Linked DNA regions of Macaca fascicularis: region 1 is linked to region 2. Evidence: chromatin contacts called from public Hi-C data. All regions are on one chromosome and are shown on one strand. The core of a region is the stretch at or near the end of the contact, and the rest is flanking DNA. Distances in the headings are between cores, read along the strand shown.

Region 1 (2,903 bases), core at 127-2,626, 110 kb before region 2:
TGTAGTCCCAGGTACTCAGAGGATGAGGTGGGAAAATCACCTGGGCCCAAGAGGCGGAGGTTGCAGTGAGCCCAGATTGCGCTACTGCACTCCAGCCTGGGAGACAGACCCACTCTGTGGCAAAAAAAAAAAAAATAAAAAATAAAAAATAAAAAAGAAAAAAAAAATCCCGAATTATAAAGCAATTGCGGGAATGGTAATTCAATTAAAAAGGTGTACTAAATTCTTTTAAATAGTAAACTGCCCTAGTCCAGCTTACAACATTGATTCAACTTACGAAAAATACTTTTCAGACCACGACTAAACATTGTAGCAGTAGAAAAGATTTTTTTCCCCCTGAATGACGAAAGAAAAAAACAGAGAAGACGTTAAGAGAGAACACATGGAAAAAGCCCATCTCATACTCCATTCTAATGTTTCTTCTACTTTCCAGTGCTTTCCGTGTCATTAAACTACTTCAAACTTCAAGATCAATGGGGAACAATGAAACCTCAGTCCTTTGCCATTTTCCTTTTCAGATACAGGAGAGGGAGAGGACAGGTTTAGGGTTGTGCCTTCCAACAAGAACATTCAACGACAGCCTCACTTAGAATTCCCAGACACTGCCTGTCTTCCTGGGTCTTGAAAAAGTGGGGGAAAAGTGAGGTTGGCCCACTCAGACTGCCAGTGATGCTGTGGTGTGACGGGTGTGTATCTCTATCTCACACAATGGGCAGAGGTGAGGACCGGGACCTGGGACCTTCGTACTGTTTAGAGTCCCTGAAAGTCCTCACCTTTAATTAGTAGGGAAAATAAAAGTCATATGGCAAGCTGGAGTGCAGGTAAAATACAAGTTAATGAACATGAGCATTCTTGTTCATTAAGAACTCTGGCACAGAGTTCAACGGCAGAGGGCACAATACTCACTGGCCATGGCCAGCTGCTGCCGGCCAGGAGGAGCACAGCCAAAGGACCGCTGGGACTTGTAGTCCACCATGTCTCCCTCGGGATTGCCGGTCCCGTGACGAGAACCACAACTCCCAAGGTGTACCGCGCGCCTCTGTCTTCACCGCCCTCTCCGAGGCCGGCTCAGGAACCTCCCGGGAAACTGCCCCCCACCCCGCCCCCGTACGTACGCGTCACGTTTGTTTACCCTGAAGCTCCGCCTCCGGCCATCCCCCGGCTCTCCCCACTCCTCCCTGGAATGCCGTCATGCCGGCGATGAATATTCATGAGGCAAACGCGGCCCTCCCGCCCTGCCAGCCTCCCGCCTTCCCGCTCCCGGAGGGTGATTAATATTCAATGAGCCCAGATCCGCGGCTGGTTCGCCGGGTTGAGGCGGGGGGAGCGGGCGGGGCCCGCGCTGGGGAGCCGGCGACCGGGGCGGGGAGGGCGTGTGTCGGGGGGGCGGTGGCGGCGAGGCGGGCGCGCGGGATGGAACACTGAGACACCGACGGAATGCTTCGAATCGCCACATAATCCCCTGGAACGACCGCGCCGAACGCCATTGGCTTCTCCCTTCTCCGCGCGCCGTCGCCGTCTCCCACCTCCGCCTCATCGCCTCCCTCTCCGCCCGCTGCCTCCGGAGCTGGGGGGGAAACGCGAAGCCCCACTGCAATGGAGCCCGCCGCCGCGGCCACGGCGCAGCGACTCCCCGAGCCCGGCAGGGAGGACCGAGCTTCGGCTCCGGCGGCCGCCGCTGCGGCAGCAGCGGCCGCGGCGGCTCTGGCGGCGGCGGCTGGGGGCGGCCGGAGTCCGGAGCCCGCGCTGACCCCGGCGGCCCCGAGCGGCGGGAACGGCAGCGGCGGCGGGGCGCGGGAAGAGGCCCCGGGCGAGGCGCCGCCGGGGCCGCTGCCGGGCAGAGCAGGGGGTGCCGGGCGCAGGAGGCGGCGTGGGGCGCCCCAGCCCATTGCCGGCGGGGCTGCCCCCGTGCCCGGGGCCGGCAGCGGCGCCAACTCCCTCCTGCTGAGGAGAGGGCGGCTGAAGAGGAATCTGTCCGCGGCCGCCGCGGCCGCCTCGTCGTCGTCGTCGTCGTCGTCGTCGTCGGCCGCTGCTGCCTCGCACTCCCCCGGCGCTGCCGGCCTCCCCGCCTCCTGCTCGGCCTCGGCGTCGCTGTGCACCCGGAGCCTGGACAGGAAGACGCTGCTCCTGAAGCACCGGCAGACGCTGCAGCTGCAGCCGTCGGACCGGGACTGGGTGAGGCACCAGCTCCAGCGCGGTTGCGTGCACGTCTTCGACCGCCACATGGCCTCGACCTACCTGCGCCCGGTGCTCTGTACACTGGACACCACGGCCGGCGAGGTGGCCGCCCGCCTGCTGCAGCTGGGCCACAAAGGCGGCGGCGTGGTGAAGGTGCTGGGCCAGGGGCCCGGAGCTGCCGCCGCCCGGGAGCCCGCTGAGCCGCCCCCCGAGGCCGGCCCCCGGCTCGCGCCCCCGGAGCCGCGGGACTCGGAGGCGCTGCCCGCGAGGAGCGCGCCGGGTGCCGTCGGGGGTCCTCCGCGCGCGCCCCCCGCCGACCTACCCCTGCCCGCCGGCGTCCCGGGCGGGTGGTCGCGCCGTGCCAGCCCCGCGCCCTCGGACTCCAGCCCCGGCGAGCCTTTCGTGGGGGGCCCTGCCTCTTCTCCCTGCGCCCCGCGGCCTGTGGCCTCCGACACCGAGAGCTTCAGCCTGAGTCCCAGCGCCGAGAGCGTATCCGACCGGCTGGACCCCTACAGCAGCGGCGGCGGCTCGTCGTCGTCGGAAGAGGTCGAGACCGACGCAGCCTCGGCCCCGACGGCGGTCCCGGGCCAACCTCGCCGTCCCGGCCGCTCCGCGCAGCCCCTCCCGCCTCCCCAGACGGCCTCCTCGCCTCGGCCGCAGCAGAAAGCCCCGAGGGCCGTTGACAGCCCGGGCGGGGCCGTCCACGAGGGGCCGTGCGAGGAGAA
Region 2 (2,700 bases), core at 44-2,543:
TTATTGAGTGATTTCACCATCCTTTATTCTCGTGGGTATGGTCAAATAAATCTGCTACAGTTATCTGCCAAATCTGATGTCTGTGCATATTAAAGTTTTTTTGTTTTTTTTTTCTGGAGGTCCATTGCTTTCATCGTATTTTTAAGGTAGTTTTATATGACGTGAAAAGGTTGAACTAGCTTACTTACGGAGATGACAATTAAAATCCTGAATTCATGAATGTGAGGAATACATTTGTTAGAAAATAAGCTGACCTTGGGGAATGACTTATTTTATTATTTTAGATTTATGGTCACAAAATATAACCATCTATTTGTGGTTACTGAAATGTAGGTCTCAGGCTTTGGCTACCAATATTTCAAATCTAGGGCTGTGGTAGTAGACAGAAATCTAAGTGATACTAATATATATGGTCCTTGGACTACATTTTTAGATATTTTGCTTTATATGGTTTTTGGACTACGTTTTTAGAGATTTTGCTTTAAGCAATTTGACGCAGAGAACATTTTCTTGATACCTCTAGCATCTGGCATAGTGGATTATAAGACATTTCATGCTCTTTTTTGCCCCCTCTTTAAAAAACAATTTTACTATGTGAAATAAGAACTGTCATTTTGGTGTGGGAGAGGAGCCTTGAGTATGTAATCAAGATCCAGAGGCTGTCCAGGCGCGGTGGCTCACACCTATAATCCCAGCACTTTGGGAGGCTGAGGTGGGTGGATCACAAGGTCAGGAGTTTGAGACCAGCCTGGCCAATATGGGGAAACCCTGTCTCTATTAAAAATACAAAAATTAGCCAGGCATGGTGGCATTTGTTTGTAGTCTGAAGTGCTTGGAGGCTGAGGCAGAAGAATCAATTGAACCTGGGAGGCAGAGGTTGCAGTGAGCCGAGATCATGCCACTGCACTCCAGCCTGGGCGACAGAGTGAGACTCTGTCTAAAAAAATAAATAAATAAATAAAATAAAATAAAATAATCCAGAGACCCTAGTTTGATTCTTTAGCATTGTGCTGTAATTTTCTACAAGTGGGCCCAACTAGTGGGCCATGCCTGGTTTTTAAATAGACTAGTATAGATCACCTTACCTACCATGTGCCAAGTGCGTAAGTAAAAGAGGAAGTATATGAATATGTTTTCAAATCACTCTCTGTTGTCGTGTTTCTGTCTCAGCTTGAAATGTTTGCTTTTGCTGTCTGTTTTTCCTCCTGGATCATGTAAAAATGCCTTAAGCCTGTAGGGAATTAGAGTAACATTTCTAAAGTGAAAGTTACAACTGACCCAGCTTTAAACTGGCAGACATGAATTACTTTGGTATTGTCAGTGTTTATTAGAGCATAGGGCAACTGGAATTCCTTTGAGTTGAGGAATTTGAATATTGGCAGGAAGAGCAAAAATAATTCCTTATGTCATAGAACAAGGAAGTCTGATAAAAAGGAGGGTGCACCTGGGTGATTGTCTAGGTATATATTACCTCATTCATCTCCATATTCCTCAGGACCCACTTAGTACACAGCCGCGTCCTAAGGATGTGTCTGATCTGGGACACCCAGGGAGAGGACAGACAATAGGGGTATTGAAATTCATTCAGAGCAAGACCAGAGGGATTTGATTCAGACTGGGATGTTCAGGGTTTTCCAAGGACAGGCTGATCTGACTCTTGGGCTCCAGGACAATTCAGAACTCTTGGGAATTTTTCTGACTAGGGAATAAAGAGCCAGAATCTACTGATGTATCCATACTCTTCTGTTAAAGATCCCTTCTGGCCTTTGTCCAGTCTGTCTGGTGATTTGCTCTAGGGCTTTCTGTAGGATATATATGGAGTTGGAGAATTGAAGGGCCAGCCCTTATGTACCCCTATTCTCTTTTTTTCCAGTCTCTAGTTCTTCAAAGAACTGCATAAATGTTACAGGTTAACAAGTATTCTTGAAGCCACTCTCTGATGGACTGAATAAAATGCCTACTTCTTTGCATTTATTTTGTGTGTGTGTGTGTGTGTGTGTGTGTGTGTGTGTGTAGATCAGATCAGATCCCTTTTTAGCATTCGTTTATTATGTCAAGGAAATTGGATTTTGGAAACCCAGTAACCTATTGTCCATTGTTTTTAGTCCTTCATTTGCTTTTCATTTTTATTATTCTTTGTCTTTTCTTCTTTCTCCTTCCCCACAGGAAGAGAGTCTGTCATATAGTAAGGAGCTCTTAGATTGGAAACCCAGGCATCTTCCTCTCTAGGTATAAATGAGCTTGTGCAGAATGGGACGTATGAATCACTGTGTCTCATCCATCATTGGCAGCCCTTGGCTTGTCACATCTCACATCTGTTTTGAATAGTCTTCTGGGCTCCCTACTCATTTGTGGGAAAACTAACATGTGGTAGACAAACAATACAGTACCTTTCCAGTGAGAGCTCTAACAGTGTAGCTGTTTGCTGGGCATCTGGTTCAAGTAGCTGAATCACTGTTATACTTCATCCTGGCCCAGCCTCAGCAAAATTTTGTGGTGTGAAGTATTTATTTTATAAAACATTTTGATCTACTGGGAGAAAGAAGAAGTGAAATTCAAACCTGTGGCTTATTTCCTAACATCTGTGCCCAAAGTATGTATTGGGAAGGTTCAGATGCTCTTTGGAGTTTCTTGTTATTTATTTTTAGAGCTGTTGTTCTTCCTGTTCCCTGTCTAATAAGTATTAGACATGTATCAAAA

The links. A called contact is a pair of places that touch in the nucleus more often than the background predicts.
Region 1: a contact with region 2 is called in a Hi-C map of skeletal muscle, with 2.5 times the contacts expected there. The contact joins the promoter of PHLPP1 here to the enhancer-like site in region 2. A contact is called at or near these places in 2 of 2 Hi-C or Micro-C datasets (liver and skeletal muscle).

The regions. Positions count from the first base shown.
Region 1 is chr18:18,125,551-18,128,453 of T2T-MFA8v1.1, reverse strand. PHLPP1 (PH domain and leucine rich repeat protein phosphatase 1) reads left to right here and starts at 1,376. Exons shown (of 17, transcript XM_015439655.3): 1 at 1,376-2,903. The coding sequence starts at 1,597.
Region 2 is chr18:18,011,219-18,013,918 of T2T-MFA8v1.1, reverse strand. The region is part of intron 1 of PHLPP1 (PH domain and leucine rich repeat protein phosphatase 1); the gene reads left to right. Among named protein-coding and RNA genes, the nearest start is that of PHLPP1, 110 kb to the left of the region's middle. Within about 2 kb of position 1,293, at least 3 of the 6 cell types and tissues checked have an H3K27ac peak or open chromatin away from gene starts, as enhancers often do.